Linked DNA regions of Mus musculus: regions 1, 2, 3, 4, 5 and 6 are each linked to region 7. Evidence: chromatin contacts called from public HiChIP or PLAC-seq, capture Hi-C and promoter capture Hi-C data. All regions are on one chromosome and are shown on one strand. Each heading gives the region's core, a stretch centred on a gene start, on an enhancer-like site or on the middle of the called end of the contact. The rest is flanking DNA. Distances are from core to core; before and after follow the strand shown.

Region 1 (3,736 bases), core at 191-2,690, 770 kb before region 7:
ACAGTTTAAAGAAATGAACACAGAGCCGGGCGTGGTGGTGCACACCTTTAATCCCAGCACTTAGGAGGCAGAGGCAGGCGGATTTCTGAGTTCGAGGCCAGCCTGGTCTACAAAGTGAGTTCCAGGACAGCCAAGGCTACACAGAGAAACCCTGTGTTAAAAAACCAACCAACCAACAAACAAACAAACAAACAAAAACAAAAAGAAATAAACACAGAACACCTGATCTTTTTGAAAGCCTCTTGCTAAGTTCTCCCACATCAATTTTTTTTATTAGTTCACCTTGACAACAGTGTGTAAGGTACCACCCATGATGTAAACCTGTTCTATGATTTAGGAAGTGGAAGCTTGTAATGTCTGTCACGTGACTAACTTGCTCCAGAGGTCACACTAATAAATGAAGGAAATCCAATGCCCTGCCTTTTCTTTTCTCTGTGCCTCTCTCTCTCTCTTTTTTGTAGTGTGCGCATGTGTGTGTGTGTGTATGTGTATGTACGTGCACTTGCACACATGTGCATTATGTGCATGCCATTGTGTGCACTTGTAGTTCAGAGGACAACTTTTGGCAATAGGTTCTCTTCTACGGTGTAGGTTCTGGAGTTCCAGCGCATATCGTCAGGACTAAAGTCATGTTTCTTTACCCGCTGAGACATCTCACTGGTCCTTTACCCACCACTGACTTTGTAAGATGATCCCTTTTTGCATACCTCAGGAGTTTACTTATATAAGTGGAGGGGACAGCTATACGCAGAGTATTGCAATTCAACTTGCTTCCTTCTACTTCTTAAACTGCGTGATGAGCACACAGAAGCCTGGGTGTAGCTTTTTATACTCTTCATGCCTTAAACATTTCAAAGCACTTTTTAAAGGGGATAGAGGAAGAATTGAGTTTGAGTTGTACTAGATTCTTATGTTTGAAAGAATCCTTCTACTAAGATGTCAGCAAAAGATAGTATTATTGATATTTACTGCACATATTATTTCCTAGATGATTTTAAATAACTTATTTACATGTATCTACTTACCTTACCTAACAGCCTTAATACACAATAATACCTTTCATATCAGATGGAGAAGATGAGTCAAATTTTCAGATGAGGGTGAAAATCTTTTGGGCATCTATTGCATTGTGCCAGTTACAATCCGTAGATATTTGCATCCAGTTAAACTGAGAACTCAAAATAGCTCTCCCGTGACAATGTTGGAGAATGGGATCATGCAGATGGCAGCAATTGTGAAGAAATGTTTCATGCATGAGACGACTGTTTTGCACTGGTCCGAGGAAGGGCTACGTGATTAATGTAAGGTTCTGCCTATTGAGAAAACTTCTTTGCGAGGAAGGGCGGGGTAAGGCTTCAGCGTGGAGGACCACAGACAGGGGGCGGCCTCTCCCGCGGGGCCTCTTTGTCCCGGGGCGCGCTCCCCTCCCCTTGCTGCTCCTAGCGAGCTGAGAAGGCGGAAGCAGCGGCGGCCGCGGCTGGGGCTGAGGCTCCGGCCGTCGGCGGACGCAGCAGCCGCGGCCCACGAGCCGGGAGTTTGGCGTCGGAGCCACTTGGTCTCGGAGTGCCGTGTATGTAGGCGACGCGGCGCAGCCCGGGGAAGCCTTCCCAGTTGGTTGTGAAGTCTCAGCGTGTACGATCGGTGAGTGAGCGGCTTCGAACTAGAGTTCCGGCGGCCGCGGGCCCGGGAGAGTCACCCCCGGTTCCCCACGGGACAGGGACCTGTCGCCGCGAGCCCTCGCTTCCCACAGATAGGACTGGCCATCTCCACGTCCTCCCTCGGGTCCGGGACTCCGCCCCCTTGCCCCCTCTCGTCTGGGTAGCCCTGGGACCCCCTGTCTCAGCACAAAGCCACCTCTGTCCCTGTCGCCTGACAGGTGCAGGATGCGCCCACAGTCCTCCCACGAGCCGGAGGAGCCCTCTGTGCCCTCCCCGGGACTGCGGGTCTCCCCTGCTCTAGCCCCACAGGTCCTGAACCCGCCCCTGGTTTAGGAGCCTCTCCTGGCGTTTCTGTCGCCTTCCGGCACACGGCATCCCTCTCCCCAGCCCCTCTCTTCCTCACCTGGTGTTTTCCCCTGTCCGGGGAAGGAAATCGCCTGCTGGGTTTTCCCGTCCCTTCCAGCTTAAATTAAGAAAAGAAAAGAAAAGAAAAGAAAAGAAAAGAAAAGAAAAGAAGAAAAGAGAAAATCCCTTCAAACTCCCAGAGTGCAGGGGAAAACTTTTTGTGTGCCCTTTTAAATTCGAGAGCGGTTCTAACCTAAGCAGCAAGTTTAAAAAAAAAAAAAGTACGCTGACACCAATGTTCCCCTCCCCACCCCTGCGCTCTCTCGATTGTTCCAGACGCCGTGTTGCTAAAGCTGTTCCTAGTATTTGGCTTCAGGGGAACTCCGGATGAGACTTAGACTGTCTTTGTGTGTGAACAGAAAGCACCTAACGCTTGGATGTATAGGATTAGCTTGTTTTCTGAGAGCAGTCCGCTAGCCTGTGACAGACGTCTAGAAACGAGAACAATTTGTCACAGCCGAAGTATTATATTGGCTTTGAGACTTGAGCTGCTGGCCTTTCATACCTCCTTTGAGGATGCCGGGGTGGGGAGAGCTCTTTTTGGTTTTTGAAATGGAGGGTAAAGAGGTGTCATGTGACTCGAGGAAAGTGTTTGAACCAGTGGCTTAGCCACATGATAGATACAAGAATCATATTTGAGTTTCAGCCTTGATGCCCTGTATATACTATTTCAGTATTATAGCCCTGTTTTACTTGATATCTGCTCCTCATCAGTTTTAGTCACTTGACTTGTATAAAAGAGGGTCCAAAATTCTTGGGTTTTAGAGATGCGAACAATCTTCGAGTAAGGAAAAGATCCTTGAATTTGAGTTCAAAGGTAAATTACATCAATCGAATGTTTGTATTATTTCTTAACCATTGTAACACATTTTCGGATCTTTGTATTTTAAGAATGGATTTTTAAGGATTTGGTAAATGGTTGCTGTTAGTAAAGTTTGGGTTTGATTTTTTTTTAACAGAATTATTTACTCTGTGTGTGTGTGTGTGTGTGTGTGTGTGTGTGTGTGTGTAGGCCTTCTAACATAGGCTCGCCTATGGAGGTCACAGGGCAATCGGTGGGCCCCATCTAGTGAGCTCTTTATAGTAGAGAATTAAAGGTAACTTGTCAGTATTTTCTTCTACGAAGTTTTGATTTATGAATTATATGTTATTTATATATGCACTCCAGCTGACTTAGAATGTGTAGGCAAGGCATTTGACAGCATTGTCTCTGAATTATAAACTGTACCTAGATAGAGATCTGTAGATAGAAGCCATGACTTCTGACAAGGCTGATTTTCTTATTAATGCACTGTGTCGTTGAGAGAGGTTGGTAATGGTTACCTCCACGGCGTTTCATTAAAGCCTGCCTTGCTAGGTTGTAAGGGCCAAACAACTGCAGTCATGAAGGACCAGATTAAAGAAAGACTTGAATTCTGCCCCTTCTGTTCATGGATAGAGCCACCTAAATAAGCTCTTTTTTAAAAAGCTGTGAAAAATATTTATACCAAAACATATGAACTTATTTTAGTGACTTTGGATCTCAATTTTGTAGCATCTCATAAAGGGACTCCCCAGAGCATAATGTTTCTACACACACTGTTCTTACCTTATGTCCTTACCTCTGTAACTGTGTCCGCTCAGTCCTCCTTCTTCTCGTTAATGAAGACAGCCAATAAGACCTCAGAGGAAGG
Region 2 (3,438 bases), core at 434-2,933, 700 kb before region 7:
GAAATTTTTCTGGCCACTGTCTCTCAGAAATCTATTCAGGTTCCTGCAGCCCAAACAGGCTGTCTTCTCTGTGTGCAGAGCAGAGATAAGCCGAATTTTTTTTTACCTGCTGTCTCTGCCCTCACCCCAGGTCATTTTCATTATTCTTCACTGTGGATGTTCTTTCTTTAAAATTGTAAAATAAAAATGCTCACTTGCTCTAAGGTAGAGACCCAGACAGGAAGAGCTCTGGCTATGACTCTGCAAGTGCCAAGCTCTCACCGGGAGAGGAGGGTCCCACAAAAGGGCAAAGCCAACTTTCAAAAGCAGGTTGGGGGGGAAGGTCGTGCAGACCTCACGCTGAGGTGGGGGGGGGGGGGCATCGTGCAGACCTCACATTGAGGGAGCTTGTTTACATTCTTCTGAAACAACCGGGGGTTGAGGGACTTTCCTGATTGTCCTAGGGCTCGGCTCCTGAAGGCTCGCCCTCCCGCCCGCCACCCCCCCCCCTGCTTTGCTCCAGATCCTTTGTTTGAGCCTCTTGGGGCTTTGCCCCTGAACTGTTGTGAAGCTTCCCAGATCCCAGGGACTCCTTGCTGTGTGGAGATTTCTTGTGCAGATTTGAAAACCTCAGCGGTACCCAGCCCCAGTCTTCCCACTTGAATGTCTCCTGAACTACCTTCACCACGGTGGCCACAGGCAGGAACACCTGCATTGTTATCCTTTATGAACATTTTTTTTTCTTTAAGCTGTTTGTCAAAATTGTCACTGCGTGCTAAAAGAAACCGGTAGCAGCACCCCTTACCACAAGTGGAAAACTCGCTCAGAAATTAACTAACAGCAAACAAATACTGACAGTCACCTATCCCTAGCTAAAACTGCCAAGTTCAAGGTTAGCTCCCTTTTCCTTAACTAAGGAGGCTGCCAAGTCCTGGAGAAGATGGCATAGACTTTCTCTGGCATGACAATAAGGGATAAAGCAAACATTTTCTAAGCCCACCTCTGATGATATTCACTGCCACATTTAGGTTCCTAAATGTCACTTCTGATATGTATTGTTGACAACTCTAAACCGTTGACAGAGGTAAATGGAAGGAAAGTAAATGCTTAGAAACATTGGGGGGAGGGGTGGGGCTGGAAACAAACACCCACAACTTAAAAACAACTGCATTATAAGTGTGTCTAGACGAGTCTTTTTCCAGTTTAGCACCCTAAATAAGAAAAACCCCCGCATTCAAAGTTCTGAAAAAGCATTCCCCACACCACACGCTGAGAAAAAGACGTGGGGTTCACCAAGCACCTTCTCCGGTTAGGTTCCTGGTAGGAAATGGCATGTGGTTGTTAGTTTTGAAGTCTCTGGCATCTTTGTAAGCAGTATTAGCCACCTCCCAAAACCTCAGGGCTTCCCATGTGCACAAGTCCCCACCAGACACACCCTTCCTACCGGCCTAGGGGTAACCCCCAAGGCCAAACAACAGCTGGCATTTAAAACTTGACTGAAACCACAGGGACCCCATCTCTTTCAAATGTCAAGGCAGAAGGCAGCCTAGCCCGGCAGGCTCCTTTCTTCAGGACTTATGAAGAAGAAGAAAAAAAACAAAACAAAACAAAACTATTTTCAGTAGCCTGCCTTCAAACCAATCAATAGAGACCACAGGGGAGCAGAGTAAGGTAGAGGCTGGCCTTTGAGTGAAGGGCAAATAAGATGACTCACAGTTAGGACTCACTATCACATTCTGAGACTTCATCCCTCCCTTCCTCCCCCTAGCCGGGTAACCTGACTGAATTTCAGGTTTCCACTGGGTCTTGATCTAACTAGATTTAGGGTTACTGTCTCTCTCTCTCTTTCTCTCTCCCTCTCCCTCTCCCTCTCCCTCTCCCTCTCCCTCTCCCTCTCCCTCTCTCTCTCTCTCTCTCTCTCTCTCTCTCTCTCTCTCTCTCTCAGACTATGCATGTATATGCAAGAGTGCACACACCTGCACATACACACGTGAATATGAGCTTGCGTTTAGCTGACTGACATCTGTCATCCTTTAATAGTGGACATAAGAGTTGATCACTTCCTGATACTGAGTCAATAAACAAAATGATGTCCCACTTTCTAACTGCAAAAATCTCTCCAAACAGTTTTAAAATTGAGCTCTACTTGGACACAAAATAACACAAAACAAACTACCACCAAAAGCCTATGTGTTTTTAACCTTCCTTTCCCATTCGAATGGATGGGGTTGTGCCTCAGCATAAGAAATAAGAACCAGGATAAATTTAACAAACACTTACTCTCTTATTGTGCTAGCCCGTAAGGCTTTGTAAATAAAAATGTATTTAGTCCCTACAGTAACCCTATATGGGTAGGTCCTAAAGGTTAGGTCCTGGTTTTGTAGAAGAGGAAACTGAAAGAGACAGAAATGGCAACTTGCTCCCAGCAACACACTCAGTAAATGGCCGTGCTGGTTCCTGAACCTGGGTAGCCTGTAGCAAGGTCCATGATCATGACCACCATGTTATGTTGCCATGTTTCATGCTATGTTATGTTACATGCTACAACTAGCATTGAGTTCTCCACCGCTGTTATTTCATGTAAACCACATAATAGGGTAAACTATATTTTTGTCCTCATCTTACAAACAAGAAAACTGAGCCAGACAGAAATAAAGCAGCTTGCCCAGACCCACCTAGCAAATGAGTGAGAACCGGGAGCTGACGTCATGGGAGGGAGGGTCACATAGCCGGCTACTCACCATCAACACCCAAATCCCCCCTGCTCAGAGGTAACGAAGCAGCTTATGTCTATGACTTAGAAACTGTCCTTTGCAGGCACACACACACACACACACACACACACACACACACACACAGGGGAGCAGACAGACAGACACCCCCCCCCCCCCCACACACACACACCTGGGACTTTGGATTTCTTAGCCCCACAACAATGCATAGGCAGGAGGGAAGTCTGCCTATCATACCAATCCTGCTGTCAACAGAACAGACCAGGAGGCCTAGTGACAAGAAATAAACTGTTCAAAGGGCACATAACCCAACTAGACACCACACATAGGACAGGCGGGATTTAGGGCAGTGGTGGAAGTCACTGTCCTCTGGTGGAAAGCTATGTCTTCAGGAATATCAAGTGGATTCTGCCTTTTCCTGCCTGTGTCCCAGAGCTGGACAGTGCAGCTCTCCAGGGACTGTGTGATGTGGAATACACAATCCAGAGTAAGCAGCAGGGAGGAGAAAAGAGCCTTCTAGAAAGCAGGCCATGTGCCTGCTTATTATGGTTTATTCTGGAAACTTTTTTTTTCTCTCAAAAAAAGAAAAAGTGTTTTTCTGTAAGTTAAAGACATATTTTAGAGCTTCTGAGGCACAATTTCTCTTATGATAAGGACAGACAGATGGACCCCAAAGGAGCAACAGTCTCTAACAGTATAAATGAGTCCCGAGACTCAAACGCCTGAG
Region 3 (3,592 bases), core at 728-3,227, 850 kb before region 7:
AAACAAGCAAGCTGGCTGCCATCACCTAAATCCGCCTCACTAGAACAAATCAAACTAGGAAGAAAAAAAAAAGACACAAAAAAATCACATACTAGAGAGCTGTGGTTTTCATATACGGAAGACACAAGGATGGTTAAAGCAAAGTTTCCTGTCTGTATCCCTTTGGGCTTAGCCAACCATTTCAAAGAAAATATTATTGTTTCATGGCTGAACGAACACTGCCAAAACCATTCTGATTTGAATACATGCTTATTCAACTGAATCAACACACACAGTCTTAGGAAACCTCAGCTTCTCGTGGAGCAGCTTACCTGTTCCCTTAGGTAACAGCACACTTGCCAACAAGAAGTAAAAATAACACCTCCCTTCAAAGAAATAAATACCAAACAACCATGCCCCTATTTAATATTGTGTAAATCAGCTAAAGGTCAAATTAATTTAGCTCACTATTAGTAATTTTCTATATTTTGTAAAAGTTTAAAATCCCATATGCTTATTCAATTCTTTAATTTATACCCATACATAAAACATTATACATATTATTATAAAATTGAAACTACATACAATAGAAGAAAACATTCTTTTAATTATAACCAAAACAATGTTCTGTTTTTAAAAAATTCCTCTTAATTCTCTAAGGATCATACCAAGGAGCAACATCATTGTAACAAAATGGTATGCATTAAGAACACTGCTGAAAATAAATTTAATGATCATAATTCAAATTGCTATACACACTTAAATATTTTCTTTCTGTACCCAATTACATCTAAATTGAAGAAGACACACACATTAAAAAAAAAAAACCCTAATGATTATCTATGGACCAAATATTCCCATTTGAAGTGACTATGAATTATAAAGGCATCCACTGAAGATTTATGCTAATATACCTAAAACAAAATGGCTCCATCAGCTTGAAATCTGTCATAATTTGAGAAGGGAAATTTCCTTCTGCAACTGAACCAGCAGTTTCTGTGTTTCATAATTTGTCAATTTGTTCCCTAAGTGTAGTGATTTAGTGACGATGAAAGAAGCTGAGAAACAAATGAAAACTGCTTAATTACAGTTTGCAGATGTTCCCCCCAAAGAGAAAAACGAGCTAGTGCTACAAACGCAGGAGGATTCCTCCATGGGCTTTGTGTAAGTCGGTTCCCTGTCCTCCGGTCTTTTCTTCCTCCTTTGATGTTGGATGCAGTATTTGATGCTACTATGAAGAGGTCACATATAGAAGGCTACTACATGATCTCTAGATAAACATACAGTTGATTCTGCCATTTTCTTCAAGGATACTAAAAGGCACACCAAGCAAAGCCCCCCGGGCTATAGAGATGGCTCAGCACTTAAGAACACTTGTTCTTGCAGATGACCTGGGTTCAGTTTCAAGCACTAACATGGCTGCCATGGCTGCTCACAATTGGCCATAACTCCAGCTCCCAGGGACCTAACACCCTTTTCTGACCTTCAAAGTCACCAGACATGCAAACTAAGGATTTACACACATAATATAATTATCTTTTAATTTTTTTAAAGAAAAGCTTTAAAATAACACTGCTTCCCTAGTCCCTTTCTTAGAATGGCATATTAATGAGGCTTTCTCCTGATTTGTCTGGCTAGTCTGATTGGAAAGTCCTCATGTCATGGGTACTTGTCAACTTTCCATAAGGTTAAGTCAGTGTCTTACTATTTGCTGTGTTATTTCTTGATTGTGCTCTTTGCTGTTAAACTCACATTTGCAAAAGAGCTTCCTGGGTGGCCTTTTTTTTTTAAATTTTTTTTTAACTTTTTCTTCTTAATGTGGCTAACGGATAAAAGAAAAAAAAAAGAAAAAGGAAACAGAAAGACACCCTAAATGGGCCGTGAACTAAAAACACCATTCAATATTCAGGAGGGAATTAAATGACTGACAACAACAGCACAGAGCTGTGGTACCACAGCCACCTGGAAGCCTGGAGCCGGTCAGTCCGTTTCCAACTTCCTCCAGCAGGCGATCTGCCAGTTGCAAGAGTATCAAAACAATGCTAAGCCCTCGGGTTCTGTCTAATACTCGACAGAAAATAACTGCGCAGGGCTACACAGTGAGGATTATTTTTCTTGCTGTGTTTTCTTTTATGAAAGAAAGCTGTTTTTCTGCTCGACTGAAATTCCTCTCCTGCTTGGAAATGGGTAAGAGGGCCAGCTGCTTGCTATATTTTTCTCTGTGGTATTTTTCTACAGCAGATTTTAAAATTCATTCTTCAGACTGGGAAAAGCCTCTCTTTGTACCCAACCTCACTCGTGAAAGTTTAAAGATTCATTTCTAACGCTCAAATTCAAAATAGCTTTGGGGACCAAAATATGTCAGCTTTAGAAACATGTTGTTTTATGTGCTGTCTCCAGTTTCATTTTTAATTACATTTTTTAGAAGTTGTCAAGTATGAGTAGTAATATTCCTTTGGCTGAACTGACAGTCAAAATTTATCAGTCCAGACGTGTAAACCAAATCCCAGCACAAGATTCTAAGCTTCTGAAAGAACAGACGCTCAATATGGAAACAAATAATAAAAGACTCCTCAGATGAGAAGCATGTGGCTTTGAACAAGTAACTCGGCCTCTGCGGGCCTAGCATGGCCTAGGCAAAGCGCTCCTGACTTGCCTTTAACTCTTTTCATCTCGCTCTCCTGTCAGTCATCTGCTCCTCAGTGCTCTCTGCGTTGCTCTCCCTGCAACGCCTCAAGTGTCCTTTCCCCTCCGACAGCCAAGCTAACGTCTCTGCTCGGCCTCCAGGCCGGTCTCCCTGCTCAGTCTCTGCTCAGCCTCCAGGCCGGTCTCCCTGATTCTAGGGGCTTCCTACTGCTTTGCTCTCCTTTCTGAATCACCAGTAGCATCGCATAACTAATTTTTACAAATTTCTATGCCTGCTGGCTTCCCTGTAAGCAGTACTTAGGCTCCCAGTCGCTGTGTTTGTCAATGCAAACCTGGGATACCATGACCCGAATGTGGATATTCCTCAGAGTGGGGTCTGAGGCACCACCTATCTGCCATCAGTTGCCTCTCGTTTTCTGTTTATTCAGCCCATCCAATAGATATTCACTCAGCATACCCCTATTTCACCCTGAAAAAACATCATTGCTGGTGAGGAGGAGCAAGAGTATGCAACAGTATGCAAAATCCACCAGAGGCCAGATCTCATAGGGCTTATACTCAAGAAAAGGTAAAATATGTATGTCTTGACTTATGTCCCAATGGTTCAAATCCACATCAGTGTCTTCCAGACCTAGATAAAAACCATCTAGCACTATCCGAAAGGAAGGAAACGTCTTCAGAGTGTGGGCTTTGAAGTCATTCTGAATAGGCAGACAGTACAATTCTACAACCAATTTGTCACATGACCTATGGCAAGCTGGCCTGGGCAGCTATGACAAAATAACCACATGCTTGATAGTTTAAAAAACAGAAATGCCTACTGTCTTGGAGGCCAGGTGTTCTAGGTCAAGATTTCTTTTCTTATGAAAACTATTTCAATAGTCTCCTCTTTACTGTGTCATTCCAATGTAAACATCTCTTCTCTCTCCCCCATTCCCCAAAATCATAATAGATTGAAGACATATTC
Region 4 (3,481 bases), core at 970-3,469, 940 kb after region 7:
GAAAAGTAGCAAGTGCAAGAAAATTGATTAAAGTGTGATATAGCAATCATACACTATATGACTAAGCTGACAAATATCAGAACTCAAAGGCAATAGAACTTAGAAGACATAGGCAAATCCACATTTGTATGTATGGCAGGAAGCTTTATTAGCACCCCTCAACAATTGATAGAACAACTAGAAAGAAAATCAGTAAGAACATAGACAACATATCTACATAGACTACTGTATCTAGCTATGGCCAAATAGGCTATGAAACAAAGATCAAGACTGACTAGGCCATTAAGCAAAATCACAAATCTCCAAAAGGGTCAGAAATCTACACACGACACTTTACCCCTGCTGTGGTTAGATGCGGGTTTCGTCCCCTGTTCCACCCTTACCCCCACCTTTGGCTCTATGCAGGAAGCTTAGTCCCCAGTGCCACAGCATGTAGAGTAGGTGGACCTTTAAACAGTGGAGCCTAGTTTAAGGTGATTTAGCCTTGTGGTACTGGCCTCAGAAGATAGTATTGTAGTTCCCATGGTATCTTGGTTATTTCTCTAGAGAGGGTCACTACATAAAAGAATAGAATAGTTGGTCTCACTCTGACTTCCTGTCTTCACATATAGACCCTTTCATGAGTGCTCCTACCCATGTTCCTATCTATCATGACATCCTGTGGTCAGGGTGGGGCCAGCATGATCCTGAAGGCTTTGTGCCTTCAAAACAGTGAAATAAATAAACCTCTTTTCTTTATGAAGAGCCAAACCTTGGGTATGTCATTCAAACATCAGAAAACTGACTAATAATGTCACTAAGAATAACACTCAGTCTTTATCTACTCTTTCGGAGATGTCACTGCCATCACTGCTAGGCATAGACACATCATGCCTCGGTGCTTCCCAGAACTTTCCAGAACCCTGGCTATTGCCACTCTTGCCACTCAATCCTTCATACCTTCAGCTTCTTCATAGTGCCTGCTTCAAAACAGAGTGAGTTTGGAGAGGCCTCACTGGAACGTCCTAAATCTCCCCACCCTCTCACCTGTAAGGAGGCTAAGATTGGGTCTCTATTGGAGAATTAAGACTCAGGATGTCAAAGTGACTCTAAAGGGAACAACCAAAACAGCTGACCTTCTGCCAATTACAGAGCCTAAGCCAGCTCTCCACACACACAACGGACCCACCCACTGACCACAGGCTTCAGCTACCCTTAAGAACCAGGCCTGCTTTTCCATCTTCCCCTGAGCACCACCCTAGCCCAGGACTCACTTCTCACACATAAGGACTCTTGAGTGCAATAAGTCACCAGTTAACATGAACTCTGAGAGGTCCAGTTATCATAGCTGATGATCTTGCTGGAGTGAATTCTTATCTTCAGGTCAGGTTGTTTTTCACTAGAAATGAATCAAAGTTGGGCACAGGACCAGCTACCTCAGGAGTATCAAGGGAGGACAGGTAGAACACACACACACATGCCCTCACGTGATAGCTGTTCCCAGCAACCTGAAATGGAAAGGCGAGCAAATTAGTGAATTATTCACACACTGAAAGGAGTTTCAGAACACACACAAACAGCCCAACACTTGGAGCATCTAAAGGAAGGAAAAGGGATGTCACATGAGATGGTAGCCACTAGCTCCAGTGCCATGCTGGCTTGGCTAGGATCCTGGCTCAGCCACTTCTTAATGTGAACCTTTGTGAGAGCTGCTCTCTCCACATTCAACTTGTTCTAACCATAAGAATGGAACAACAAAGCCAGAATCATGAGGGTTCTCCAACCACCACTCCAGGATTTCAGTGTGACTCTCAGAGCCAAAGGCTGGGGACACAGAAAGAGCCCAAAGAGCAGGGGTACAGAATGAGAAATCACAGGATCCTCAGCTCCTGCAGAGGGAGAGCCTTCCTTAAGTTAGGACAGGAACAAAGCCCTGGATTCTCGGAGGAGGAGAAGGATGTTAGAATCCCAAGAGTCCAGCTGAGCAAGCAGGTCAGAGCCAAGTTCAACAAAGACAAAGGCCACGATCATCTAACAATAGAAAGTCAGAATCATTTTAAAACCCCATACACCAAGAACAAAAATAGAGTGGCAGGTGAGTGATTCTAGGTGAGACCTCCCTATGGAGCATCTCCACAGAGAAGCTACCAACAGAATACCAGGTCAGGGACGTGAAGACTGCAGCACAAGCTTCCCTCAGGCTTACCAGGTAAACAGCATGGTTCACATCCAAGCTCTGCCATGACTAGCTATGTGACCTTAGGCAAGTTGTTTGACTGATCTGTGTCATCGTTACCTAGCAGAGAAATGGGGAGAGAGTTTGAGCTTGACTGAATAGGAGCATTGTAGGAATTAAATGTGATAGTATCTCTGGGATTCTTGCAACATTATTCAGAACACAGAACTCAGTGGCTGCTGGGCATTAGCTACAATCAAGGTTATTACAAATATTAATATTAGTGCCCTTCTCCAATGGCTGCCAAGGAAACCACCTAAGAAACAGCCCTTTCTGATTTTTATGGGGCACAGGGAGTAAGGGCAAAATGCATCAAGTTGTGAAAAAAAATGGACCAAAACATAAAGGTGAGTGCACTTGTCAGGGCCAACAGGATCCTGACGTGGCTACTAAACATCAGAAGAGTCCTGAACATCAGAAGGGGCTTGCAGGACACCATCTACACTGCTCCTTGATCTGCATTATCGGTCCCAGCATGGACAATGAGTCTTATATTTCAGATTTATTTTCCCTGTGCACATAAAAGATGCTCTCAATCTTAGCACATAATTGGTCCCCATCAACTCTTGGGGGTGGTTTCTTTCCTTTATGGTGCCTGCAAAACTCAATTCTAGCTTCAATACTGTGGTTCTGTGTGCACTGAAAGTAATATAAATCTCCCTTGGTGCCTATCAGCACTTTTCCCTATTCCATACTGAATCCTAAGCAATATTTGATTAGAGCTAACAGCTAATACACCACTGACTCTCAGTATGGGAAGCCAGAACCCAGGGTCTGGCTCCTGCCCTGGCTGTCTGCATTTCTTCTTCTGCTCTTCGGTTCTCTCACTTATAAGGGATAATCATTCATTCACATCTACTTTTCTATGTTAGTTCTATGGATTAAATTACACAAGAATCAGCCTCAATTTAGCATGCAGCACGTAGTGAAGGGCCCACACACTACAGTTGCCATTGAAGGCTTATAGCAAACCTACCTCTTAAGTCTTTCAGCCTGAAACTAAAACCCAGAGAGGTCACTCCACCAACTCAAAGTCTCCCAGCTATACCCTGTGGTGCCCTTTGCCAAATGAACAGGTGTCAGCCTGCTGGAGAAGCTTTGGCGGCCTCTTGGGGAGAGGAACTCGAGCAAGCCTCAGCCCTGCCTGCAGCTCTCCTTCTGAGAAGAGGCTGGTTCTCAGGAAGCCCTGCACACAATGTGGAGCCACTTCTGCTCTGGGCATCAGTGCCCTGCTTCAGTCTCAGGACCTCAACTGGGCCAGTTTCA
Region 5 (3,543 bases), core at 136-2,635, 970 kb after region 7:
GGTAGCCTAAAACTCACTGTGTAAATCAACCTGGCCTCAAACCCACAGATATCTGCCGCCTGAGTGTTGGGATTAAAGGCACTGTTAAATCCAACAAAATGATTAAATAAATAAATAAATAACTTAATCCCGTTTTCTCCTATTACTGTTGGGAGAATTCTGACCCAGAAAAGCTGGCTCTCCCACCTAAGGTCCCAGAGCCAAGCCAGAGCCTCAACAGGCCACTTATCTTGCCCCGACTATTTTTCCATGATGACACATGACTCCTCACATGAACTGCCTTTTGTTTCTTCACGCCGTTCGGGTGTTTGGATTTGAGTGTTTGTGCCTATGCCCAGTGTTCCCAAGAAAACCTAACCAACCAGTCAATCTCTGCTTTCCACTTCAAGATCACAGAGTCTGCAGTTTGAGCACCTTGGTGTCTTGGCTGCCTGAGATTGAGAGAGGAACGGAACCCACGAAAGGGGGTTATGAACACTCCTCCCAGATGACTGCCTAGGCCGTCATTTAGATTTGAGAGATGTCCTAAAAACTGGGTAGTTCTCAGTGAGACAGCTGACAGCTTGCAAGCCAATCAGGACCCCCCGCCCCCGTGTTGTTCTGGATGTTTGACACTGCAGCTCCACGATCCCTTCATATCGCCATTTCTAAAACAGAGGACACTGGGAAAGGGGGAAAGCTGTCACATGGCTCCTGTATTCAAACATGGCGCCCTTTGGGTGCTTAGAGTGGAAAGGCCAGTGAAAGCACTGCTCCCTGACTCTCTCCCTGCCCCCTGATCGGAAGGTCCCCACCAGGATCAATAGAAGGAAATATGTAGCGCCCAAGGACAGGCTTCCAGGTGATTGGCTGACATTACCAAGTATGGCCTTCCCAGCAACCCAAGGACAGATTCCATTATTGCATTAATCTGATGGATCCCGGATATGCTCATTAACTTATTCACAGTAATGCAGCCAGAAAATGACCGGCTCAGAATTTGATCCCTGAAGCACCTTTATTCTTTACCACTTCTTGGCACTGCTCTTCTTTCCTAACACGCACAGAATAGGGGATAACACTACATACAGAGGTTCGGGACTTGGCCAGCCCAGGCAAAGGCTGCAATGAACAGACACCAGGCCTGAATTTCCTTCCCTCCAGCTTGCTCAACGGAGACTGCTCCAGCCAGCACTCCACTTATCCCCCCGGGGGCAAGAATTCTCTGCTCATTTCCTGGGTCCCCTCGGTGGGTGGTGGGAGCTGGGCACAAAAGCAGGAGAAAGGTAAACTTTCTGCATGTGAAAACCACCCCCCACCCCCGAGGAGCCGTGTCACACCGTATGTCACCGTCATCAAAGGGGCTGTGCATAAACCTGAAAAACCAAACGGACCTGTCTGTAGGTGTCACTTATATCACACGGCTACAGGTGCCTTTATTTCTACAGTCCGCTGGTGCTGGGAGCGCGCTTGCCTTCTCTTGCCTTGAAAGCCTTCTGTCTGGACCTAGCCACCACTTGTCTTCACGTAAGCAGCTTTTCTTTGCTCTTTTGAATGAATTGAAAGGGGGTGTCGGGGCTCAGAGACTTAGCTGGGGCCTGGGACTGAGTCTCTGTTTCCAGCTCCCACGGCAGCCCCTCCGTGAGGAAGCCAGAGTGCCTCCTCCGGGGGTGTTTGACTCAGGTTTGACGGCTTGCCGGAGAGATTTTTTTTTGTCTCCTCCGGGAAGGTGGCCACCCACCCTCTTCACCGGCCCCCACTTCCTCTGGTTCCACTAAACCAAAGGCAGCTGAGAGAATGTGTACAGGCGCTTAAATCTCTGCCCATCCTTTAGCTGCCTTTAGGAGGAAGCCGGATTCTGCACGGATAGCCAGCTCAAGAAAAACCCACCACCTCCCCCAACCCTGGCCTCACCCCTCAGTTCTTTGGAGGGCCTGCTCACCAAGCTGCCCCTCTTGATACAGAGAATGGTATTCTTACTGTTTAAGGCTTTTTTTGTTTTTGTTTTTGTTTTTTTAAGGAGTTTGTACAAAATAGTTTAAAGGAATCTCATTTGGCCCTCCCACAGCCCCTTAGGACAGAGTGCTTCCAGAAGAGAAGTGGCTAGGGTTTTTTTCCACTGTATTCTCAAACCTTATCAGTCTGTATGCGTTCAGGGGTTTGTGCGCATTTGCCCCCTACTGGCAGCAACTGGAAACACATGCTCTCCCGCATCTGCGTTAAGGTAGGAGAATTTAAGACAGAATAGGGGTCCTAGATCATTATGCACTTAGTCTCCATTTTACAGATGGGGCAACTGAGGCACAAGAAGGCCCGGTAATTTATAGAGATGGTTTTGTGTGGTAGTCCAAAGACTCAGACCCAGGCTGTTACACGTGCTCATCCACACGGAAAGCTTCATTCTCCTGCCTTCATTCTCTCGGCAAGGGTCTTTCTATGATTCAGTGTATTGGGGACAGCAGCTTTTACAGTTTGGTTGCCTCCTCTTCTCAAAAGTCTTCAGAGTGAAACTTTTTAGCTACTCAATCAATGTTCACTGATTTTATTAAATCCTCAGGACGCTCAGCGGACTGTGTGTTGAGATGTCCATTTTAAGGATTCGGAAGTAGGTTATCAGAGATGGTCATGAGTACTTACAGATTAGCAGACCAGGATGGGGAAAAAAATCAAAACTTTTAGCACGCCTGCAAGAAAGTCAGAGGTTGCAGCAGGCTAGGCAGGAATTGTGCCCTCCGTCGCTTGCTTTGTGACTACCGCAAACAACACTCATTCTCTGCGTCTTTAACCTAAAACTTGTGATCTTCCGATCGAAGCCCACAGCTTCCTTCTATGATGTTTTAGAAAAATATAGCTTAAAAAAAAAACCAAACAAATGAAGTCCTAAATGAGCTGAAGAAAAATGAAGTATTGCTCAATAAGGCACTGGCGAGTTGGCTCCCACAATGCAGTGGTTGCTTTCAGAACAAATACTCAAGAACCCAACCCACAAGCCCTCCACTGCTGCAAGTGTTGAAACCCCCACTGAGCCCTCTGCAGCCACCCTTCTTAAAGAGCCCCGAAGGGTGGGAAAGTAACACTTCCTATCCGTGAGGCTCTGCCGCAGTGGGCATTCAGGTGTCGTGGAGCGTTAGGAAAGAAAAAGTGTTTCTCTCCTCAACGGCACTGCCAAGATGATAAAACTGTGGGAGGATTTTCACTGTCTCACTTTCCTCATTTTGCACTGGTTTGGCTTAGCTCAAAGACGTTTTGACAGAGAAATAGCCAATGCCTGTGAACAGACATTCCGAAGATAGAAACAGGAAGCTTGCCTCAAGTTTGAGGCTAGCCTGATCTGCACTGTAGGTCCATACATGAGAAAAGGTGAAGGGGAGGAAAGAAATGGAAAGGAAACAGGGGAAATAGCCCAGGTATAGATGCTTAGTTGGGTAGATATTTGGTCACATCCCCAAAATGACCTTGAGGATCTCGGCTCGGGTCAAAGGAAGAATTTTCCTCCTCTGACAAATTGGGCAAGGCTGGGTAGTTTGCACCGTCACCATTATTTCTGCCATTGGTTTGTAAGTG
Region 6 (3,271 bases), core at 224-2,723, 820 kb before region 7:
ACTCAAACAAAAAGATATTAATGTAGGAAATGTGAGAAAAAAATTTTAGGAAGGAGGGAAGGTTGGCAGGGACAGGAGGGAGATAAAAGAGGGGGCTGAATCATAAGAATAAACTATATGAAACTGTCAAAGAAAAATAAACTAAGAATAAAAGGTTTACCTGTCTACATCCACTGACCAAATTCCATCATCCTATAGTCCCTTCTAATCATCTGCAGCATCTCTCATGTATGCTCTCATTATCAGCAGATAAAAACAGCCTTGCTATCTATTAGTTCAAGGACAATGGTATCTACTATATACTGTGTACAAGGTCTGTTCTCAGTTCGTTACAAGTCGTAAATTACTAATCATAATTGACATCAATCCATGTGGGTAAAATCACCTCATTTTACAGAGGAGAAAATCGAGTTACAGAGAGTTGGTTAAACAGTTTGCTCAAAGCCATGTAGTGACTAAGTGGCAGCCAGGATTTGAATCTAGTCTGATAGTGTTGAGTCCTAATCTTGACCATTGTCTTATGATGCTTTTTAAACAACTTACTTTTAAAAGTAAATTTTATTTTGTTCCAACATTTAGTGCCAAAATAAGAAAGAGTATTTCACATCCACAAGCAGGAAGTACACTTCATACCTCTCTAAGGTAGGTAATAATAACTTACCAAGCTTACTTTATCTGACAGCAGTATGAAAGGAGGCCCTCTTTGTATTCAATATAAAATTACTCGAGTCATCTCACAGTTCATGAGCTGAAAAGTGAACTAAAACGGGATAATTTTATTTTCCTAGGGGGCGGTGGGGGTGGGGGTTAGTTAAAGAACTTCCTCTGTTTCCCTGAAAGAATCCTCAAAACAAAAAGGAAAGAAAGCTGCGACTGGACGGGCTTGGGCTCTAAAGTATCCCTGGCAACCGCCTAATTACTTACTACACTTCCGTTACTATGTGCACCAGCGCGGGGGGGGGGGGGGTCAATTTCAAGCTGTTTCTCCGCTTTATGCTAGGTATTCTGAGACTCTTCTTTCTGTTTTGAAAGACTTTCCTAACTTCTTGTCCCAACAAGCGAAGTGTCCCTCAGAACGCAATTCTGAGTCTCGTTTCTATACATCCAGTGCAGAGTCAGTAGAGACACCTCATCCACGGTTTCCCTTCCAACTACTGCTTCCAGGCAACCATACGGGCTAGAAGCCTATGTGCCTCCGACAGGGTTACCCTAGTAAGAGTCCCAGGAGAAGCTGCAGCGACTTTTGAGCACGGGTTTGCCAGCGCTCCTCCTGATACTCTTGCCTTCCAGCACCCCGTTGTCGACAGAGGGCCGAACTCTCACCTCCCGTTCCCTAGCTGTCCGTCACCATGGCGTCCATCTAGTCCCTTCGCACGTTTGGAGTCCTTATCCAGTCAAACAGCCTATAAGGTTTCTGTCATGAAGCAGCGAAGACAATTTATCCAACTACACAGCCCATAGAACACGGATTCCTGGGAAATGTAGTTCTTTGGGCCCTCAAAGCAAGGACGCTCTAGGAATGCAGGACTACAATTCCCAGAAATCAAAGCAAAGCCAGTCCGCCACTAAAATAGGTCCAAGCTGCTGCCACAATAAAGTAGTGTCTGTGATTTCCTAACGGGGGCAGGAGGTGTCTTATAATTCTAAGACAAGCATGTAAAATGACTTTTCTTTTAAACAAGCCTTTTGTATGAGGAAGAATCTAAGCATAATTACCAATATGAAAAGATATTCTAAGTTATTGCGTTTTTTTAATCCTTTCAGATAAAAGACCTATTCACAATCAAAAATGTCCCTGCAGATGGTAACAGTGGGTCATAACATAGCCTTAATTCAACCAGGCTTCTCACTTATGAATTTTGATGGCCAAGTTTTCTTCTTTGGCCAGAAAGGCTGGCCTAAGAGATCCTGTCCTACTGGAGTCTTTCATTTTGATATAAAACAAAATCATCTCAAACTGAAGCCTGCAATCTTCTCTAAAGATTCCTGCTACCTCCCACCTCTTCGTTATCCAGCTACTTGCTCATACAAAGGCAGCATAGACTCTGACAAGCATCAATATATCATTCACGGAGGGAAAACACCAAACAATGAGCTTTCCGATAAGATTTATATCATGTCTGTCGCTTGCAAGAATAACAAAAAAGTTACTTTCCGTTGCACAGAGAAAGACTTAGTAGGAGATGTCCCTGAACCCAGATACGGCCATTCCATTGACGTGGTGTATAGTCGAGGGAAAAGCATGGGTGTTCTCTTTGGAGGACGTTCATACATGCCTTCTACCCAGAGAACCACAGAAAAATGGAATAGTGTAGCTGACTGCCTACCCCATGTTTTCTTGATAGATTTTGAATTTGGGTGTGCTACATCATATATTCTCCCAGAACTTCAGGATGGGCTGTCTTTTCATGTTTCTATTGCCAGAAACGATACCGTTTATATTTTGGGAGGACACTCACTTGCCAGTAATATACGCCCTGCTAACTTGTATAGAATAAGAGTGGACCTTCCCCTGGGTACCCCAGCAGTGAATTGCACAGTCTTGCCAGGAGGAATCTCTGTCTCCAGTGCAATCCTCACTCAAACAAACAATGATGAATTTGTTATTGTGGGTGGTTATCAGCTGGAAAATCAGAAAAGGATGGTCTGCAGCCTTGTCTCTCTAGGGGACAACACGATTGAAATCAGTGAGATGGAGACTCCTGACTGGACCTCAGATATTAAGCATAGCAAAATATGGTTTGGAAGCAACATGGGAAACGGGACTATTTTCCTTGGCATACCAGGAGACAATAAGCAGGCTATGTCAGAAGCATTCTATTTCTATACTTTGAGATGCTCTGAAGAGGATTTGAGTGAAGATCAGAAAATTGTCTCCAACAGTCAGACATCAACAGAAGATCCTGGGGACTCCACTCCCTTTGAAGACTCAGAGGAATTTTGTTTCAGTGCTGAAGCAACCAGTTTTGATGGTGACGATGAATTTGACACCTACAATGAAGATGATGAAGATGACGAGTCTGTAACCGGCTACTGGATAACATGTTGCCCTACTTGTGATGTTGACATCAATACCTGGGTTCCGTTCTATTCAACGGAGCTCAATAAACCCGCCATGATCTATTGTTCTCATGGGGATGGGCACTGGGTACATGCCCAGTGCATGGATTTGGAAGAACGCACACTCATCCACTTGTCAGAAGGAAGCAACAAGTATTATTGCAATGAACATGTACAGATAGCAAGAGCATTGCAAACTCCCAAAAGAAAC
Region 7 (3,529 bases), core at 722-3,221:
GCCCTTGTCACAGCCTGCTCTGGGGCCACCAGCGCTGTGTTTAGTAGGAAATAGAGGAATTAGCTCAAACGGAAGTTTTCCTTTTTGGGAAGGGGTGGAGGGGGCGACAAAAATGGACTGCATCTCCCAAAGAGACTGCCATTCCCGGGCCAAACCCCAGCAGCCAGTTTCTTCGGATCCAATCTCCACACAAGCACAGAACTCTTTTTATAAGCTAGGTGGAGGGAATGTTACACTTCTCGCCTCGGTGAGTTTGCCCTTCCAGAACTTGGAAAGGAAACAGCCTGGCATGAAAAGAAAGGGGCAAGTGGGTAACACACAATTTTTTTTTTTAGACAGCTTGGCGATCAGACCATTGGGTGGGCGTTGGCTGGTTGGTCGTTGCCCGTGGCAGAGAAGACAGCCCTAACCCCCATCATTCATACCCCAGTCCCTCTCTTCCTCGGAGTGTTATTAAGTCCCCGGGCCGGCGGCCGTACTTGGCCTTGCAGTGCAAAATGTGTTTGGCGAGGAAGTCAAGGCGGCGCTGTAGCAGCTGAGCGTGGGGTTCTGAGAGCTCCGCCAGCTCTGGGAAACGCGGTTCGTGGCGACTGTAGAGGCGCAGCAACCGGGCCGCCGCGTCCTGACCCCGGTGCAGCTCCAAGACGCGCCTAGCAGTCCGCTCTCGGAATACACACACCGACTGTAGCAGCGGTTCGTTATACTTGTCCCACATGCCGGCTACCCGGTAGCCGTGCACCAAGCCCGCCTCATTGTCCAGAAAGACCAACGCCCCTCCTGGTCCTCGGTGCAGGTTGCTCGTAGCGCGGTGCATAACGCGTGGGTCCCACTGTAAGCTGAAGAGGTTGCTCACAAGCCGGTCAAAGTTGGCCGTCAGGTAATCGAAGAGGATCAGATCGGTCCATTGTACCAAGTCCACCAGCTCCGCCTGGCTGAGGTTGGTCAGCTCGCCCCCGGCGTCGCGCAGGGGCCGCAGACGGCCGTCCTCTGATCGCCAGGGCTCGGGCACCACCACGTCGGTGAGGTTAGGCAGCCAGCGCGTCAGGCTCACCACGCTGCCCTCGGTCCAGTGCGCGGTGCGCAGCTCCTCCTGCACCTGCACCCACTGCGCGCCCCGAGCCTCCACCCGAGCCAGTGCCAGCGGCGGCACGTGGCGCTGGAGGCCCAGCAGGCGCGCAAGGTAGTAGGACAGGGCCTCGCCCTGTATCTGCTCTGGGTTGATGCCGTAGCGTACACAGGCACGGGTGCCGTCGGCAAAGCGGGCTAGGCGGTTGGAACTGCGTCCGCAGCCCCCGCGATCCAGAGCCACCACCCGAGCACCCCGTGCCACCTCCAGCCACGCTGCTGCTTGGGCTTCGGAAAAGCCCCGGGGAACCTGCTCCTCCAGGCCGCGGCTCCAGAAGACGCCCCCGTGCACCGCCCTGCGCTCCTCTGGCCAGGACAGCCCGGAGGGCTCGTGCCGCCCGCGGTCGTCCTGGTGCCTCCTAGGCGGGTTATCCGCGCCGGCCGCCAGGGTGAGCAGCGCCCGGAAAGTTTTCAGGGAGCCGCCGCGGGCGTCCCATACTAGGGGCGGGGGCAGAGGGAATCGCGGCTCGGGCGCGGGGCCGCCACTCTGGATCGGATGCGGAGGGAGTCGATCTTCGGGCGGCCGGGAGGCTGGCAGCTCGGTCCGCGGTGGCAGGAGTCCTCCCCACAGCGTCAGCAGCGAGCTCAAAGCCAGCAGCCAGAGCCCCGCGGCGGCGGCGGCGCCCCGCATCTTCCTCCCCATGCTCCTGCCGGCGCGCCGGTGCCACCGCCGCCGCTTCAAGCCAAGCCCGGGCGCCCGGGTGCGGGCGGCGAGGCGGGCCCGGCTGCTAGCTGGCTCCGGGGCTTCGGGTGCCGGAGCCCCATCGCGGCCGCGGAGCGCTGCGGGGCTCTGGCCAGCGCTCTGCCCCGGCGCTGGGAACTCGCCTCCCCGTGGCTTCCCAGCAGCTTTTGTATTTCGCTGTGAGACCCTCCGGCGGGCGCGATTCACAGGCGCCCGGACCACGTGGGAGCGAGGGGGATCCCCCTCCCCCTCCTCTGCCGCCTCTCCCCGCCCCCCACTCCCCCGCCCCTTCCCTTCCTCTTCCCCTTAAAGCGGCAACCGATCCTTCCAGGAGCGAGAGGTGGCCCCACGTTCTGTCCCGGACTTCGGGGCGGGGAGGAGGCTGAACTGAGGGCGTCCGTGCGGGGGCGTCGGAGCGGGGGCGGGGGCAGAGACCAATTGTAGGGCTTGGGAGTAGCGGCGTGTCCGGTGCTCTTGTTGGGAGTGGGATGATCCCCTTGTACCCTCCTTTGGACTGTGTCTGATCTGAAAACTTCAGACAGCCCCCCACCGCAGTACAGGCAGGGGTCAGGGTGAGTCCTTTTGCTACCTCACTTGGTGTGATTCACGCTGGCTTATGTAAATTCCCCGGAAAGTCTCGAGCCCTAGAGGATGTGACTCCAGCTGGGAGAGGAACCATCTGTAGCCAATGACTTTGAACCCATAACCTCTCTCCAGATGCAAGCTCCCCGGTATGGATCATTGCAGGCTTGAGAGCAATGAGGTTAACTTCTGTGACTTTTCTCAGGGATGCTTGGAATTAAACCTTGCTGTGCAAGTTGGACAGCCAAGTCAGGTCCCCTGGTCGCATGCCACTTGGCTTTCCCATTTTAAAGAAAGTTCAATATGTAGAGATAGGGATATCTAGATAGATATAAACACTTATTGTCAACATTCTCACCTTGTTTTTAAGTTGTCATTTAGTCAGTCACTTTATTCCCAATTATAAATTTCTCCCAAACAAAGGAAAATAAACAATTGTTTTACTAGTTTAGTGTAAAGGAAAAAGGACTAGTGGGAAGTGGGGCAGTGAAGAAAAAAACAAACCAACACATTATAAAAACTGATGCATCTTCCTCCAGACTTTCTTGGATTTAATTTACCAGCAAATCTCTTGGAAACAAACTGAATCTTTCCTTTCCCTTCTTGTATCCCATATTTCAAACTGGAGATTCTTAGTCATAAGATCAGAGCCGTGAGGGGTCCTGAGAGCCAGAGCTGGCACTGCCAGGGAACTGTCCCAGGACAGTACGTATGCTAAGCAGGTTCTCTTCTGACTCCTCCCCGAGTCCTACAGCCAGAGTTTAAAATCGGTTTCTTTCACATTGTGTGTGTGTATGTGTGTGTGTGTGTGTGTGTGTTTCCTTTCCCTATATTCCTCTCCTGGGAACACATGCGAGGTTTCAGCTGGGCTACATCTGCCTGTGCTGTGTATATTTATTCTGGAGTTATAGGGTAGACAATGTAAAATGTTTGTGACAGAGTAGATACATTAACCTTCCAAAACATGGCTGACCCAAGGCATACACCTTCCTGGGTTTCTTTCCCACTGGTACCTTGTGTGCCACCTGAAAGTGTGGGGTCTTTCTTAAATGTGTTCCCAACCACGGGGCTTCTTGTAGTGCTTATCTGATAAAAGGATTACAGTGCCTTCCATATGGATCCAGTACAATATATTAATTC

What was found. Promoter capture Hi-C pulls out the DNA fragments that hold promoters and counts their contacts. HiChIP or PLAC-seq counts read pairs in DNA pulled down with a chosen protein or histone mark. Capture Hi-C pulls out chosen DNA fragments and counts their contacts.
Region 1: a contact with region 7 is called in a promoter capture Hi-C map of embryonic stem cells, with 6 times the contacts expected there. The contact joins the promoter of Traf6 here to the promoter of Fjx1 in region 7. A contact is called at or near these places in 14 of 39 promoter capture datasets (the 3T3-L1 cell line, 3T3-L1-derived adipocytes, the C10 cell line and 8 more), 4 of 15 datasets of contacts at CTCF or cohesin (the NIH/3T3 cell line, embryonic stem cells, large pre-B cells and 1 more), 40 of 484 Hi-C or Micro-C datasets (B cells, the G1E-ER4 cell line, the HL-1 cell line and 23 more), 27 of 115 datasets of contacts at active chromatin or transcription factors (the NIH/3T3 cell line, T-cell acute lymphoblastic leukemia, VIP interneurons and 16 more) and 4 of 9 other capture datasets (adipose tissue, embryonic stem cells, liver and 1 more).
Region 2: a contact with region 7 is called in an H3K4me3 HiChIP or PLAC-seq map of embryonic stem cells, with 11 read pairs. The contact joins the enhancer-like site here to the promoter of Fjx1 in region 7. A contact is called at or near these places in 1 of 39 promoter capture datasets (the C10 cell line), 8 of 115 datasets of contacts at active chromatin or transcription factors (embryonic basal ganglia, embryonic forebrain, embryonic hindbrain and 4 more) and 2 of 9 other capture datasets (embryonic stem cells and liver).
Region 3: a promoter capture Hi-C map of pre-B cells shows a contact between it and region 7, with 7 times the contacts expected there. The contact joins the enhancer-like site here to the promoter of Fjx1 in region 7. A contact is called at or near these places in 2 of 39 promoter capture datasets (the C10 cell line and pre-B cells), 2 of 484 Hi-C or Micro-C datasets (pre-B cells and pro-B cells) and 1 of 115 datasets of contacts at active chromatin or transcription factors (large pre-B cells).
Region 4: a promoter capture Hi-C map of hippocampal neurons shows a contact between it and region 7, with 6 times the contacts expected there. The contact joins the promoter of BC016548 here to the promoter of Fjx1 in region 7. A contact is called at or near these places in 2 of 39 promoter capture datasets (hippocampal neurons and liver), 1 of 115 datasets of contacts at active chromatin or transcription factors (stem cell-derived neural progenitor cells) and 1 of 9 other capture datasets (liver).
Region 5: an H3K4me3 HiChIP or PLAC-seq map of embryonic forebrain shows a contact between it and region 7, with 4 times the contacts expected there. The contact joins the promoter of Elf5 here to the promoter of Fjx1 in region 7. A contact is called at or near these places in 1 of 39 promoter capture datasets (hippocampal neurons) and 1 of 115 datasets of contacts at active chromatin or transcription factors (embryonic forebrain).
Region 6: a contact with region 7 is called in a capture Hi-C map of macrophages, with 4 times the contacts expected there. The contact joins the promoter of Iftap here to the promoter of Fjx1 in region 7. A contact is called at or near these places in 2 of 39 promoter capture datasets (the HPC-7 cell line and HPC-7-derived erythroid cells) and 2 of 9 other capture datasets (embryonic stem cells and macrophages).

Annotation. Positions count from the first base shown.
Region 1 is chr2:101,676,980-101,680,715 of GRCm38.p6, forward strand. Traf6 (TNF receptor-associated factor 6) reads left to right here and starts at 1,441. Exons shown (of 7, transcript NM_001303273.1): 1 at 1,441-1,641.
Region 2 is chr2:101,754,893-101,758,330 of GRCm38.p6, forward strand. The region is part of intron 4 of Prr5l (proline rich 5 like); the gene reads right to left. Among named protein-coding and RNA genes, the nearest start is that of Prr5l, 41 kb to the right of the region's middle. Within about 2 kb of position 1,684, at least 88 of the 459 cell types and tissues checked have an H3K27ac peak or open chromatin away from gene starts, as enhancers often do. A contact at or near this core is called in embryonic stem cells, forebrain and regulatory T cell precursor, where this site is marked.
Region 3 is chr2:101,598,809-101,602,400 of GRCm38.p6, forward strand. All of the region lies in intron 2 of Iftap (intraflagellar transport associated protein), which reads right to left. Among named protein-coding and RNA genes, the nearest start is that of Rag2, 24 kb to the right of the region's middle. Within about 2 kb of position 1,978, at least 100 of the 459 cell types and tissues checked have an H3K27ac peak or open chromatin away from gene starts, as enhancers often do. A contact at or near this core is called in pre-B cells and pro-B cells, where this site is marked.
Region 4 is chr2:103,386,825-103,390,305 of GRCm38.p6, forward strand. BC016548 (cDNA sequence BC016548) reads right to left here and starts at 2,220. Exons shown (of 3, transcript NR_130965.1): 1 at 2,186-2,220; 2 at 1,254-1,487.
Region 5 is chr2:103,422,683-103,426,225 of GRCm38.p6, forward strand. It overlaps Elf5 (E74-like factor 5), which reads left to right and starts at 1,386. Exons shown (of 7, transcript NM_010125.3): 1 at 1,386-1,506.
Region 6 is chr2:101,627,558-101,630,828 of GRCm38.p6, forward strand. Iftap (intraflagellar transport associated protein) reads right to left here and starts at 1,474. Exons shown (of 7, transcript NM_026592.4): 1 at 1,324-1,474. Rag2 (recombination activating gene 2) reads left to right here. Exons shown (of 3, transcript NM_009020.4): 2 at 580-642; 3 at 1,765-3,271. The coding sequence starts at 1,790.
Region 7 is chr2:102,449,821-102,453,349 of GRCm38.p6, forward strand. Fjx1 (four jointed box 1) reads right to left here and starts at 1,972. Exons shown (of 1, transcript NM_010218.2): 1 at 1-1,972. The coding sequence starts at 1,768. The coding sequence ends at 416.